2 separate regions of the Zea mays genome follow, and region 2 is linked to region 1. The links are chromatin contacts, called in public Hi-C maps. All regions are on one chromosome and are shown on one strand. Each heading gives the region's core, a stretch centred on a gene start, on an enhancer-like site or on the middle of the called end of the contact. The rest is flanking DNA. Distances are from core to core; before and after follow the strand shown. Region 1 holds the start of LOC103637620 (carotene epsilon-monooxygenase, chloroplastic). Region 2 holds the start of LOC100280884 (complex 1 protein containing protein).

The links. Hi-C and Micro-C count contacts between places; a contact is called where the count stands out from the background.
Region 2: a contact with region 1 is called in a Hi-C map of ear, with 7 times the contacts expected there. The contact joins the promoter of LOC100280884 here to the promoter of LOC103637620 in region 1. A contact is called at or near these places in 12 of 25 Hi-C or Micro-C datasets (bundle sheath, ear, endosperm and 5 more) and 1 of 3 datasets of contacts at active chromatin or transcription factors (leaf).

What each region holds. Positions count from the first base shown.
Region 1 is chr1:87,877,560-87,885,415 of Zm-B73-REFERENCE-NAM-5.0, reverse strand. It overlaps LOC103637620 (carotene epsilon-monooxygenase, chloroplastic), which reads right to left and starts at 4,385. Exons shown (of 10, transcript XM_008659899.4): 1 at 3,700-4,385. The coding sequence starts at 4,206.
Region 2 is chr1:88,188,759-88,196,614 of Zm-B73-REFERENCE-NAM-5.0, reverse strand. LOC100280884 (complex 1 protein containing protein) reads right to left here and starts at 4,185. Exons shown (of 3, transcript NM_001153804.1): 1 at 4,029-4,185.

The DNA.
Region 1 (7,856 bases), core at 3,136-5,635:
GATCTACAACCATACAATTCTTCCAATCCGTTACAGAGCCTTACGACTGTGTTAAGACATTCCATTCTCTAAACAATATTAATAAGTAACTAAGAAAGTCACTGAACTAAGCATAGAGCAGGAAGAGAGACAGAGAACGCACCGTCCATAAGTCGCCTTCTACATAAGTCAGTAGTGTAGACGTCCACATTTTCTTTGGTGCACGGTTCTGCCTTTGCATCGCATTCTGCCTTTCTGCGCGACGCGAGCCCACAAACCAGTCCCCCGCTCCGGCAGCCCGCGTGCCCCGCTCCCCCAGCCGCGGGAGCAGCGCTAGCTTCCATCCATGGCTGCCCGCGCGCCCGGCTCCCCTTTCCTTGCGCGACGCGAGATCGGCGAGATTGCCCACAAATCGCGGGACGGCGTGGCAGCCTTGCCCCGCTCCCCAAACAGCGTCGGCTTCCCCCGCGCCCCACTCCCCCTTTCCTTGTGCGACGCGAGCCCACAAATTGCGCCAATCCATGGCAGCCCGCGTGCCCCGCTCCCCCAGCCGCGTCCCGCTCCCCCCGCATCCGCATAGGTCCATTCCCCCACCCCGCCGTCGCTCCGTCTCGTCCACAACCACCCCCTTCTTCGCCCACACTCTGCGACCGCCCCGCATAGGTCCATTCCCCCACCCCGCCGTCGCGATGCTCGGAATACTGTCGGGGCCGATGCCCGTGCTCCACGCCTCCCTGGGCGCCCTCGCCCTTCCGCTCATGCCCACATGCCCCTTCCGCTGCTCCACCTCCGTCGGGCCCTCTCTGCCCGCGTCTCGACCGCCACCGACGGCGTCGAGGGCAGTCCCGGCCCTGTCCGCGTCCACAGGGACTGGAATGGCAAGACGATGTTGGGCCCCGGGATGGGCACGCAGCCGGGCAGGCGCACCGCCTCGGCAAGGTCCCGAAACTCGCCGGGCATGAAGGAGGCCTGCTCGGGGAGGTGGAGGACAAGTGAGAGCGCATGGAGGTTCATGGGCATGAAGAGGCACCGTGCGGTCACGCTGGCGTCATGTGCAGCGGTGAAGAAGGTTATCCCGAACTGGTCGGTCACGAACGCGACGAGGCGGGTGGTGTCGTGGAGCTCCACGAGCAGGCCCGCGAGCATCGAGAGTGAGCGCGTGCACTCCTATGTCATGGGCGTCTTGAAGGCGGCGGCGCGGGGCAGGTCGGAGTCTCGGAGAGGTCGACGGGCGGCATCACCCACGAGGTGACGGACGGCGGCAACGACGCGAGAACTGTTTATTCTGATGTCAGTGATACTAGCACCGCATTTACCAATCCATTCCCTTCCCTGGGAAACAACAAGTATCTATTACAAATAATTCTTAACATGTGTAGTCTATCATTTCATTGTTTTCTATTTTCTTGCAGTGAAATTTGGTTCGCATGTCTAAAGATGTTACAGTTTCATTTATATTTTGTTTTAATTTCACTTATGTAGGAGTTGCTGGGGACTATTGGATTAAGTGGCACAGCCTGATCTATTGAGCTTGGCCCTTACCTGCAGCACTCTATTAAATTTCTTTTGAGCATGGTGGTCTTTGAAGCATGACAATGGCTGCTGTTAGGTTTGGTAAGTTTGATGCCTTTGGATAGACCTGCACTCTTTCAATTCGTCAAGTTACAAATACTTGCAGGAATCGACCCTTGTAAATTCTTTCAAGAAAAGTTCCTACACAAATACCAACCTATCACAGTTCTATTCAATTCAACACCAACTCGCGCTGCGTGGCCGACGCCGCGGACGCAAAGTTGATGAGCATGGTCGGGATGTCGCGCCGCACCGCAGGAGCTTGGCCAGCTCCGCCAGCGGGATCAGGTGGCCCAACCCTGGCGTGGCCAGCATGGTCACGTGCAAAGGCCCGGGCTTCTTGCTCGATCTAGGATTCCCGGTGTTGATCTAGAGGGGCCTTTTCTGAGTGGTTCTTCTCACGGCGGCGGGTTGTCTTCTGCTCACAGTCACCATGCCATAGAGTTTTGCTTGCAAGTGTGGTGCGTTTTGTACGCGTGCAGAGGATTGCTGTTTGTGTAGTCACACTTTGATTTTATTGTTTGTCTATATAGCATGGCCGGAAATCCAATGATTTGTGGTAATAATTCTAGAGATAACTACTCTCACTTGACCAACTCTCTTATCCATCGATGATCTGAAAAGTCAGATCTCTTTCCATTGTTCAAATTTGGGATATTAATTCTCGAGTGTCGATTCACTTTGTTTCCTTTTGTGAACAGGTTCTGGACCTCGTCGGGAATGCTATCATGAACAATAATAAGACAGGCATCATATTGCTATGTCTATGGTTATTGTTTTTTCAGTTTTGCTCTTTTGGGTTCTTTCGGGTGGGGTAAAAGTGTGGATTCATGTGCACATTTTTTGTTTTGGGGGAATTTATATTTTTTAACCATGAAAGGTGAGAAGGTTGATTATGACAACGGTAGGGACTGTCTGAGCAACCATATTGATAATAATTCTGATTAGTTTTTTCTAAGAATCGTTAAAATCAGCAAGTTCTTTTAGGATCTTTGAATACTTTTGGTTCACGAACTAACAATTTATCTTCAGGTTCCTGTTCTGGAGACTCCTAAGAGCACCTCCAAGAGGCGACCAAAATGCATCCCAAAACCTAATTGTCGGCTTTGAATCGAAACTAACTGGACCTTTCCGTGTTCTCTTCTGTAGCAATGGAGCACACAGCCAACAGTATGCAGTTCTTTATCTCAACCTTCAACTAAGTTGTGCCCTGAGAATTGTTTTGTTACGTTAATGGGAAGAACAATTCTTTTTTCCCTTACAACACAAAGGGGAAGATAGATAAAATGCATATAAGTTCTATAGAAGGATGAGCTAGAGCTAACTCAACGTCAGCTAGAACTGTTGATAAGGTGTTCCCTGGAAACTTGTGTGTTCCTGGCAACCTTTAAGCATCTGTAGAATCACTTATCATTTGTTTTCCTAGCAACATGTGTGTTCATTTGTACCTGTATCCCTATTGTCTGATACTGAATCAACAGAAGGGGAGGGGCTGGGGAAATGAGTCAGCCGAACAGCCTTCGGTGGCCCAATACAGCTTGTTGTAGCCCAGTTTTTAGTTTTAAAAATTTTCAGGGAAGTTATTAACATTCTGGTGTAGGTTTACATCTTTTTAGGAATTTTTTTCTAACAGCCCCCAATCACAAGTTTTGGCGAACAATTTTTAAGGGAACTTTTGGAGTTGCTCTAATGGCCATGTTTTTTAGAGTAATGCTATTGCACGCTATGGTATATATATCCATGCTTTCCAATTTAATTATTTCTTGTTTTTTCGCTGCTGACGACATGTCTCTGTTTCTTTTCAGTTGCTCGCTTGAAGGATGACAACCCTCTTTTGGGGTCTTCTCGTATTGAACAAGTGGCTGATTTATCGAGTGTGTGTAGACTGAGGAAACAACTATCTCTCTCTATACCTTTAAAGCGTGATTTTTGTTGAAAAAATGGAGGATGCTAGGATCAAATCGTGGTCGTTTGGATCAGAGTGCCCATCCTCTACCTCTGTAGCTCATGTTTCTTTGTGTTATACAAAAGATAGATCGGTCAAATATGATATATAAATACCGTTGCAACGCACGGGCAACTAACTAGTAAGTAACTAAGAAAGTCACTGAACTAAGCATAGAGCAGGAAGAGAGACAGAGAACGCACCGTCCATAAGTCGCCTTCTGCGATGGCGAAGCCGGAGCCGAAGAGGAACTCGGAGACTTCAGCGACTAGTCCCTTAGCGTAGCGCGAGCCGTACCCACGCAGCACGTGCCTGGCGACGGCGGGGTCGCTGACGATGACAAAGTCCTGTGGCCCCGCGGCAAGGCGGTACACGGGCCCTTCCTCGCGGAACCACTTGAAGAGCGGCAGGAAGAGCGCGCCGCCGAGGAGGTCCCGCACATCATCGAGCTTGGCGGACGCGACGGGGATCCCCGAGTCGTCGCCGCCGCTCCGGCCGACCGCGCGCGAGAGAGACGTGAGCCAGTCGGGGCTCGCCCACGGGGTGGCAGTAGAGGGCTCGTCGCCCCCGCTGCTTCCGCTTCTCGGCGGGGGCGGGCGGACGCGGACACGGACGTGGACGCGACGAGGAGGCGGACGTGGGGACCACGGAGACAGCGACGGCGACGGCGACGCGGCGATGGAGGGGGAGGCGAAGACCGTGGCAGGCATCGCCGTGTGCCGGCCGATGCCACCAGACCAGCTAGGGTGTGGCCGTTTGGGATTGGAGTTGCCGAGGTGGTGAGAGACGCAATTACGGAAGGAGGGAGAGTGGGGATTGGTGTGAGAGCCTGAGAGGAGGAGGAGCAGCCGTTGGCCGTTGGAGGGGAAGGGGGAATTGGGGGATATGTTGTGGTGGGCCCCCGAGGAAGTGGTTGGGAAAGGGAAGTGTCAGTTCAGTTGTCAGGCTATTCGCAACCGTTACCTCTAAATTTTTTCCTCAATATCATTTTTCCCTCTATTTTTTCTCCTATTTTTTAATCTCCCGCAGCGGTTTCCCCTAAATACTCCCCTATACTCCACTACAACTATAAAATATTATTTTCTATATCAATTATCAATTTTTTTTACTAACAATTACTCGTGGACACACAGCATAGTGTTTAGAGTGATGAACAGTGACACGCTAGATCTGGGGGAGAGAGAAGAGGGCCGACGCATATGGACGCTGTAGGGGGCACCGCTGCGGTCGTAGAGTGCCTATAGGCGGCATGCAAGGGGAGGAGCCTGCGTAGGGGCTGCGTTGCAGACTTGCAGTTAGTCTCATGGAGTGGAGCCCGTGAGTTTCCGTTAAATTTTGCAGTGGCTTTGGACTAGCAGTCTTCCTGATGTGCGGTGTCACGTAGGCCGCGGCGTCGGCTACGATGCAGCCCAGCATACAATACGGCCCAATACGAAAGATACAGATATTAGACAGCAAAACCAAAGAGTTTTCATCCATAAAGACTCTGACTTCTGAGACAGCGATTTTCTGAACATAGGATGCCCTGCCCGTCATTTTTACCCAAAGCCTCCGATCCTTGCGGCGGAGGTATAGCGGCAATATTCTCGCCGTTCGAACGGAGACGAGGCGCCGAAATGTTCCCGTTCGAACGGCCTGACGAAATCACGCGCCGAGCCGCCGAGCACTCTTGTTAAATTTTTTGCTAGACGTTATTCCTTAATATGGTGGCCTGTTATCAGTAATACTTTTTTTCTTATTTTGGCGAGAGATTAGAGAGAAGCATGTTGCATGCGTTGATGTCTATTCGACTATTCCGTTTGCCAGGCACCAGTGGATTGTTTTCCTTTTCTTTTTTTAGTATTTCTTTCTTTTTATATCTTTTTCCCTTCTTCTCTAATTCTTCTAGGATGGCAATTTAACTCACAAATCTGAAATCTGACGAGTGTGAGTACGGGTGAAGATTCTGACCCGCTGGTGCAATCCGCACTTGATTTGAAGTTTCCTTGGTGTGGATGCGGGTTTCTATTTCAACCCGCGGGTGACCCACACCCGACACAAAATTTGATTCATTCTTTATTTTGCGCAAAAATGATTAATATACAATAGTAATTATTTTTTAATAAGTAACTTGGCTAATGATTCATAAATTTTTGTGTTGCTGCTAAACATGAAAAGGCTTAAACTCTGTAAATATAACTTAATTACTACCGGTGTTGGAGACTTGTTCTCAAATACTATGAATTAAGAACAAGGCAACACAAAATATTAAACGTTAATGCCCTTCGTTCTACAAAACATTATTTCACTTAGAATATAATGATCTTCAGACGAAGGTCATGAATGATATACCTTCATCATCGCAATATGTGTTAAATAAAAGAAGAAGCGTATGATATATAGGAAACAATCATAAGTGATCGTATAACACTGTTAATTCACTCTTATTATATAATCATGGAAAAGCAGGAACAATATTGAATTACAAAAGTACCTTCGGCTTGTCAGAAGGCAAAAGAGTACAAGCGTGACGCAAAAGCAAATACCAGTCAGCGTGAACAGTACGGGTGTACTGTTCATCTATTTATAGACACAGGGCGCAGCCTGTGAGAAATTACACTCGTGCCCTTTACACTTATTATTGACTTATAGACAAATCTATGAGGACTAGATAGCATTTTCCCTTTAAGTCGGTTCCTTTTTTCGCGATTGAGCCGAAGCTCCCTTGCGCGTAGCTTCGGAGCAACGGTGACCTTCGTCATGATTATGCTCTTCCCATCGTGTATGCTTTTATCTTGAGTCTGAAGGTACCTGTCCATAAGCCATGCTTGGAAGATATTGTTAAATTACGTTTTTGAGGACCTTCGGAGGACGAAGGCCCCCAACAGTAGCCCCTCGCAGTATTAATTTGTTTAGGATAACGAATTCAGACTGCGACATGGACGAAGGCCTTAAGCAGAAGGTCCGAAAAAACACCTTCCCTTTGCTAGAATAGCAACAGTCAATGATAGGCGGGACCCTCTAATTTGGAGCGCGCCGAGCGTATAGATAAGAACTCACCCTGACTAGATTTGGTACACTGTTTGTGCCACTTGCTTTGTTTGCTCAATTTTATAGCTCTTGCTCACCAACGCTTGCTTAGTTTCTCAGGCTTTCTAAGCTTCGGTTTGAAGGACACATTTTCGTCATTTCCGAAGATAAGATGTCTCAAGACAAGAAAGTTGCTGCTGAGACGAAGCTCACTGAAGAGGAGAAGCTCTTTGAGCAGAAGAAGGCTGCTAATCCTTATATAGCTGGGTTTATCAAGTCAATGGCAAAGTCAAATACAGAGAAGATTACCAAGGAAATCCTGGAAGGCTTGTCTGAAGACACTGGTGACAGTGACAGTTATGACGCAGAGAGTGGAGGCGAAGACTCTGAGAATCGACCTTGGAGACCAAGTCATGCAATTTTCGGAAAATCGACCATCAAGAAAAGTCACCTTGAAAATATGAGGGGAGGATACTTTCGGGACATGTCTATTGTGAGGGCTAGCGAAGACAACAACGTTCCTGCGCCTAAGGAGAACGAAGTTGTGATTTTCTGAAGCTTCTTCAAAGCTGGGCTTCGGTTCCCACGAGCAGGTTTGTGGTCGAAGTGTTGAAAATTTATCAGATCTTCCTCCATCAGATTACCCCCGAAGCTATATTAAGGATGGGGATTTTTGTCTAGGCAGTAAGGAGTCAGGGGCTAGAACCGAGCGCAAAGTGCCTCTGTAGTATGCACGAACTTTTATAAGAGACAAAAGCCATGGGTAAAGAACAGTACCACAACAACTTCAGTTGTTATGGACTTATCGCCCGTCCCAACTCAAGCTACCCAGTACCAACATTTAGGAAAAGATGGCCAGGAAATTGGATGGAGGAATGGTTTTATGTGAAGAACGACTTGGTAGCGAGGGAGGATGTTAAGGAGGTTATTATGCGCCCCATTTGGTCCCGCTTCGGCCTCCGAAGGCCGAAGGTTGAGATTGACGAAGCCACCGAAGCATGCCAAAAGGCTTTCGATACGGTCTGCTTTTTTATTGGTACAAAAGATTTAATCCAGGAGCATATAGCCTTCAGAGTATGGCCACTTGTAGAGAACTGGGAAATGCCGAAGGAGACTGTCACCAAGTCTGGCGAAGGTGAGCTGGTTCGACTGAAATACACCTTCAGATATGGAGATAAATTTGATGAACCGAATGATGACTGGCTGAAATGTATCGAAGCTACAAGTGATGAACTGCTTGGGTCGTATTCCAAAGCAGAAGATAATGCCTTATCCACATCCTTCGGGGGCCGGGGAAAAAAGAGATTAAACAGAGTTTTTGATGCCATTGGTTTTGTTTACCCCGACTACT
Region 2 (7,856 bases), core at 2,936-5,435, 310 kb before region 1:
ATCCTTTGACTTGCGCTCCTTGCCACAGCCCCCTGACAAGTCCTGGCCGCAGCCCCCTGGGCACTGACAGATCCTGACACTACACCCCTCCTGAACAAGCAGCTCGTCCTCAAGTTGCAGCATGACGGGTGCCCAAAGACCGACTCTACTTGACCCAAAATCAAACACCTAGAAGGCACTGTTTCGTGCTGCAGTACCCCCGCTACAGTACATGTAGGTACTGTACATGGGTTAGGGCTGCAAGCAAGGGGGTGGCGGCTGCATTGTTGCCGGCGGAGGCGAAGGGACTGTGCGCGGCGCAGGGCGTCGTGGCTGATCTAGAGAGAGAACTTGCGGCTAGGGCTAGCAAGCGTTGGGGAGGCTGGCCGTAGGGCTTTGCCCACGGCCGGCAAGAGAGAAGGGATTTCCTTCTTACCTTCAATTGATACAATCCCTCTCCTTATATAGGGAGGGTTAGTTGACCCCTGAGCACTAGATCTAATATTATCTCTAATTCTAATCTTATCCAAACTAGTCTATTTTTATCTAAACAACCTGAGGGGCGCACTACAGTGCCGCCGTTACTATAGCGAGCCCTCTTGGGCCCTGACACTACACCCCTCTTGAACAAGCAGGTCATCCTCGAGCTGCAACCTAACGATGACTCCTCTAGACACAAACCTAACACCTAAAAATAAGTCTTTTACATCTCGGCTTATTTTATTATTCCAGATCTGAATGTGACTGTGACTCTTTATTTTTGACCCCTTAAGATAAGGCGGGCACCCTCCGTGCATTGGACTTACACGTGTGCAGCCACTTGGATCCCAAGGACGCCATCTGGACAAAAGGGGAGCGCATGGATGGCCAACTGGAGTAGGTCGCAATAATGACCAGCGGAGGCACCCTCGTGGCGGCCGGTAGCGGAATGTGGTGGCGCTAAGCAGTGCGCCCTTGCCGATGATGAGAGGAGCGCCTTCTCTACCGCCGCTGCCGTAGAGTTGAAGTTCGTCGCCCGCGGGACACGCACCACGCTCGCACTTGGAGACAGCAGACCAACACGATTGTTGATGATCGTCTGACAAGGTGAGGTCACGCCCCTGTGTGCCGAGGTCAACCGCCACCAAGGTTGCCTCGTGCATTCGGCGGCGCACCCGCTGCAGCCGCTGGTGCACTAGGAGGCCACGCGCCGCATCCTGCAGCCGCACAGCCGGCAACGTCTGGTGTCGTGCGGTCAATGCTAGCTACCGCTCATGTTGCTCCGCTGCCTTGATTTGTAGCAACCCCTGCTCAACCACCAGGAGCGAGGCTTGCATCTTTGTGAGATTAGCCCTTATGTTGGCCCACAAGTCCACCATCAATGGAGATTGTGATGGCTGCATCGACGACAGTGCCAGTGACTGCCCATGTGGATGTCGACAGTGTTGGGGACGACGGCTTGACGAAACTGGCAGCAGAAGCCTTGCGGTGTAAATAGAAACCCAAGCTATCCGATACCAGATTGTTATGGTAGCTAGATCGGTGAGGAATTGGAGCTGCTGGTGGAGGCGACGCGTTAACAGTAACCCGCCAATTAACACTAGATGCGTAGAATGGACTGGAGAGGGAGATCGATGGGCAGGAACGCCGGCCGAGGGTCTCTGCCCACGGCCGAGCAAGAGGAGGGTTTCTCCCTTCTAATTCTTGCCTACTTTATTTCTCATCCATTGATTACATAAATAGGCCGGTTGGCCGTCCCTATCTAGCTAGAGATCCTTGTCTACTAAAAACTCTCAACAAACTACTAACTGATAACCTTACTAGATAATCTCAACTAATCTCCTAGATAATCTCAACTAATCTTCTTATCCTTTGACCTGCGCTCCTTGCTGCTGCTCCTTGCCGGAGCCCCCTTGGGCCCTGACAGGTCCTGGCCGCAGCCCTCTTGGGCCCTGACAGAAGAAATCTTCGGTTTTGATTTCACAACAATGAGAGGAGCCCTAAGAACAGAACGAATTCCTAGGATAATAAATCCAAGCAATATACGAATACTGGACAGAAAATCAGAAAAGGAATAAACCAATCCATAAAGGGATAAAGGAATCTTCAGATTTGATCACCACTCAACTGCACAAGAACACAAGAACGATACATGAATAGTGTTGAAGTTACAACAATGGACAGAATAGCGAACGGTCGAGGATCCAGTGGGTGGAGAGCAGAGGGATGCAAGCACAGTGTGCTGGCTACGCCAAATATTGGGGCTTGAGGACTAGGTTTGGACATCAGAGCAGACCTTGGGCTTGGTCACTGATGGCTAGCCTTCATAGTATCCTATAGCCCATGAAATTTTCAAGTATCAGAATTTCTAAATATTGCTGGACTAGATTTTTTATGCCATCACTCACTTTTCAACCAGCTGGATCTTTCTAAAAAAATAGTGGTCAGGGTGTAATTAGCTGAGACCCATACTTGTACTTCCCATGTAACATTTTAATACTTTGACATTACTGCACTTTCCTGAATGTGGGAAAATAGCATCCAATGATAACAGAGTATCAAAATTCACAATGCAAACAGATAAGATGTGGTGCAGTAATTTAAATATAGTTCCATATATATTTTGTGTGTAGTTTATTACAGCATCACAGGTCATGCAGGATAGGGCTACCATACTTTCTACTCACTGTTTTAAGTAATAACGTATGCATGTATAGGGCTTAACTAACTGCATATAATTGGCTAGTTTCAGAACCACAGTTTTTTTCACCAGGGCCTGCTTTCTGCCACCATTATCAGTTGTGCACATTATGAATTGATCACCATAAATCTGCATTTATATTATGTGATCAAAATACTTATATAGTCAATTTTTATGATACATGTTTTTTATGATGGTGCCAACTCTGCAAGTCATAGACAAGTCTGTATGCTTCATTATAATCCTTTAACCATGCGTCGAAGATAAGACACTGCTGGTTAATTCAAAAATATGGCACGCATATTAAGTGAGCGGAACTTTGATAAACATGAACCACAGATATGTTGCTTATTATCACAGTTTCATAGTAATAAACTATTATCGCATAGAGCCCTTTAATATCCATGTAAGCACAACAAGAACTATGGCTGATAAGGCAGGGGCCTCTTACGGGGATGTTTTCAACACAGTTTTTTTGACACTGTACAATAAGTTTAATACAAAAGAATTTGTGTATGTAGAAGATTTTGTTTTCCTAGGAAAAATAATACACCACGAACCTATGATGGCAATTTTAGTAGGACAGGATCAGAAATGGGCTAAAGTACAGCAAGGCATCACTTGGGAGAAAAAAAGACTACTCATGTTAAGCATGGTCACTATCAAAGTTTTTTCTTGACTCTGCTGCTACTACTAACACCAATTTGAGGACTTTAGCAACTGTCCCTTGCTTCCCAGCTCGATGTTCATCGGTTAGTATCTAATCACGATGGTTCTCAGATAAGCTGCAGCATGCCAACATCCTATGCCCTCTTTCCTACTTCTATGTGCAGAAATGGGCCAGAGATCAAGGCTTGTTGCAGGAAGCCTGGAACATAACTGCAACAAGGTGACGAACCCAGTGAAAGACGTGTATACACATGTACACCAAATAATATTTTATACAATATGAAAAAAATGAAGTTTGTAGGCACAAAACATGTATACTACACAGGGCCTATTTGGGTCCGTTTTCACTCTTCACTAAAAATTAGCAGCTAAAACTAGTACTAGCTAGTGGATCCAAATATAACTGCTAATTATTAGATGGTGCTGGTACCTATTAGTTCCACTAGCAGGTTTGAAGTTGCTAATAGGTGCTAATAGCAATTAACTGTCGAACCACCTTATTAGCTAGTGAATCCAAACACCCACTACTAAAATTAGCTAGCTAAAAAATAGCAGTTATTAGCTAGCTAATGTTTAATACTAATGGATCGAAACATACACTAAGTAATTGTATCAGATCAGATACGAATGCAAATAGCTTAAGCTAGTGTTTGGGCGCTCGGTTCCGCACAGCAGGAACGGAAGAGAAGGGGTGGGGTACCTGTTGGGTGCTGGTCGCCGGTGAAGGGCCCGAAGATGAAAACCTGAGCGCCTGGCGACTGGCGTAAGGCGGTGGCGGCGTTCGCCCACTCGTCGACACTAGAGAGAGAGGACACGGGAGAACCACGCGGGTCCGACCAATGCCTCTTCCTGGTCTCACTCACAAATGCAGTTTTCGGCCCATGTAAGCTAGAGTTCGGTCCAATCAACCGGTTTCGGCCTAGCCGGAGTTAAGCCCACAAAAGTGATATTTCTCTCTGTTTTACCGAAAAGTTATTAATATTGTCTTTTTATTGCTAGAACATCTGTTGATATAATTCCCGAACATTTTTTTTTGTGCGCACATTCCAACCGCCGTAAAACTTGTACTCTTATTTTTATTTATCGCATTTTAAGTTAAAAATAAATTAGCCGACGATAAATATTGAAGAACAAAGGTATTATTAGCAGCTAAAAAAAGCGACCCTTTTCACGTCTTCGTCGAGCCTCAGCCTGGTTCCTCAATCCTTTACCTCTGCTTGCATGTCGCAATGATCCATGCAGGTATTACCCCTGCATGTATATCGCAATGATCCATACAGGTATAGCGCTACGGCGCAGAGGAGGCCAGAAGCCAGATTGATTGCGCACGCACGTCCAAACCGGCGACGGGGGTGAGGGCTGGATGTCGAGGCTAAACCGCGGCGCAGGCGTTCCTTGAACCGACTTGGGGAGCGAGTGGAGTTCAGGTTCTCCAACCTTCGTGCCGGCCAGGTGACACTGAAGACTTTTGTTTGTTTGTTTCTCTCATTATTATACGTTGCGACTTGCGAGCTCGGTGATTTGTGCGAGGTCGAGCGGTCATTGGTTCCATCGTTAGGGTATGCATTAGGAATTTTAGGTAGGGGCAAGAATTGCAACTCAAGATTGAGCCGTTTGAATTCTGGGTTTGGAAAAAAATTGCCGTTGATGATTCAGTACTGCCATGTGATACGGCGATTTGTCCTCGTGTGATGGACCAGACAATCGATTCATAATCCATAGAATGATAGAATTGGATACATACATTGTTTGGCAGGTTGAAGTGTACATATGCACTCTTTGTAGTAGAAAAAGAGTTTCCTCCTTGGTGTTTAATGATAATTTTTTGCTACCTGGAGATAATTGTGCTTGTAGATGGCTCCACCTCTTCATGGTTTGTTGAGGAGTGTGCTTACATGTTATTCCTGATTATAATGAGCATGCAGCTTTAAGTAGTAACTGTGGCCCAGATTGATTGCAACTATATATGATTGTATAAGGGTCTGGCATTTATTGTTCGGCACTTGTACTCATTTTGCTCATAATAGGCATGGTGACATGCATCATAAAACATATTGAGGAAACAATACATGTGCTATTTCATTTGTTCCATGATGGTGAAATATAAACACCAATTATGCTTGTGAATTCAGTGGTAATGTTGTGTGATGTCCTGAAGTACTCGAGTTTATTAATGTGATTTTGACTGACATTTATTCAATAGTTACTAGTGAGATAAGTCTGTTAATGTTATCTTCTATTTTATTGTTTCTAAACATGTGCCAGGCTGTTAATTTCTATAATCTTAGTGGACACATGCAAAACAATTGCCAGGTCAGTAAAGTGGCCGCTCTAATATGAATTTGCCAATGGCCTGACTCGATCCTAGAATCAATTTGGTTTTCTCAAGATGTAGTGTCGAAATAATATGAGGATTGTCAATGTAGGATTGTTGTTTCCATGGTATAGTTTTGTTACTATACATATATTTTATTTATTACTTGTTTATAAGATTTTTTGCCTATGTACTATATTGTAGTGTTACATGCAAAACATCTCATGTTATAGGGATCAACCAAAGGTGTTATCCTCGGGGAACTTTTTCTCAACCTTACTAACTATCTGAGTTTAGAAGACGCAACTGCAATCTCATTGCCATTGAAGAAATGCAATTCTGGAACAGTTTTACATGTTTGTTTCAACAGAGGTGTTGTTTTCCATCTATAGAATTTCCAAAAGTTTGGTGTTTCATATGATTCATTCACTTGTTTTACCATTCTTTTAGTCTATGCATTTAAAAAAAATAAAAGGCAGGAGCTATGCCATTCAATTAAGTTTAGAAAATAGAGTGTTTTATGTACACATGGCACACATTGGGTCAAACACACCGATCCCAACACTTATTAAGCATGGTTTGTGTTACTTCAAATGTCTAATTTATTTAGTATGTGTAGTTATGCTTCAAATTATAGTATTACCAAATAAGTAGACCTAATCAAACGTCGGTTCAGGTCGAATCAAGGTCGGGTAGTGGGTCGTTTGACACGGCCCGTACCCGACTCGTGCCTAGTGTCGGGTCGAGTTGGCCCATGCTTCCCTGTTAGATGTATAAGGTCAGGTTTTTTTTTTGCTTTAGATCAGGTTTTTCGGGTTAGGTCAGGTTTTGGAATAAACTTCATGGCCTGTGTCGAGACTGTGGATTGTTGCGAGCCAAAAACTATTTCTCGTACCCACCTGTTGCATTGGTCGGGTCGAGTCGTGTTTTTTCGAGCAAATCGAGTCGGGCATCCTATGATCAGGTCTATGAATAAGTCAAAGTAATTTGATGTTCTCTTGACCTGCATGAATTGTGCTACTTTAGTTTTCTCTAAAATAGTTTCCTATTCATGTGACTTGGCATCAAAATTAGTTGGATTGGATGTTATATACTCATTGGCGGCGATTTGGTTAGGCCCAATGATTTCAAGTCGTCCGACTAGTCGTGATTAGTCGGACTAGTCGGTTTTAGTGGAGCGACCAGGGTATCTGATCCGATTAGGTCGACTAATCGTCCAGTCGTCGACCAAGTGTGATTAGTCGTCAAGTTAATGTGTGGACGATTAGTTAGGTTTAGTTGGCTAGCGGTTGGCCTGTTTTTGCTTTAGGCTGGACATCTACAATTAAGGCCCATTTAGTGTAACAAGCATGGTAGAATTCACAACCTAATGAGAGAGAAGCTAGGTGGTGATCTTGTTAGGCCAGGTGTGACTCGATTTGCTACCTCATTTCTGACATTGGCGAGCATGCTTAGGCATAGGAATGGTCTAAAGAGTATATTTGTTAGTGATGAGTGGCACCTAACTAAGTTTCCCAACACTGAAGAAGGGAGGTAAATCACAAGAATTGTGCTTTCTATGCCATTTTGGGAAAACGTGGAAAACTGTCTAAGGGCTTCACAACCACTCCTCGTTGCTCTAAGGATTGTTGATGGAGATGAGACACCAGCAACCCAAGAAATCATGGCAACATTGGATGTTGCAAAAGCCACCATAAAGGAGTCATTGAAAGATAAGCCAAGATTACAAGCAGATGTACTATCATGCTTTGAAAAAGATGGGAAAATCAAATGGAGCAAAAACTGTATGGATCAGCCCTATACTTGAATCCAAGCAAGTTGTAATATCCCAAAAAAATGTTGCCAAAGGTTGATCTTCGGTGCGTGGATGTGGGAAAAGGGTTGTGGGCCGTTGGATGCTAAGTCGGAGTCATCTGTGGCGTCGCTTCTTTTCTCCCGCAAAGAAAACCCTAGTGGTGGCCTTTTCCCCCTTTTCCCCCTACTTGGCCACCACCCCTTCCCCCCCTCCCACACTTGGCCGCCCCTCCCTCCTTTCCCCTTGGGCTGGCCATCCTCTCCTCCTATGGCAGCCCCTCTCCACGGCTTCCTCCTCCCTCTAGATCTCCCCCGCGCAGCAAGGATCGAGAAGAGGAGGAGCACGTTGAATTGAAGGGGAAGAGAGGATCAAGGAGATGTTCTTCCCCATCTCTTCTTGCAGAATTTCTTGGGGAAACC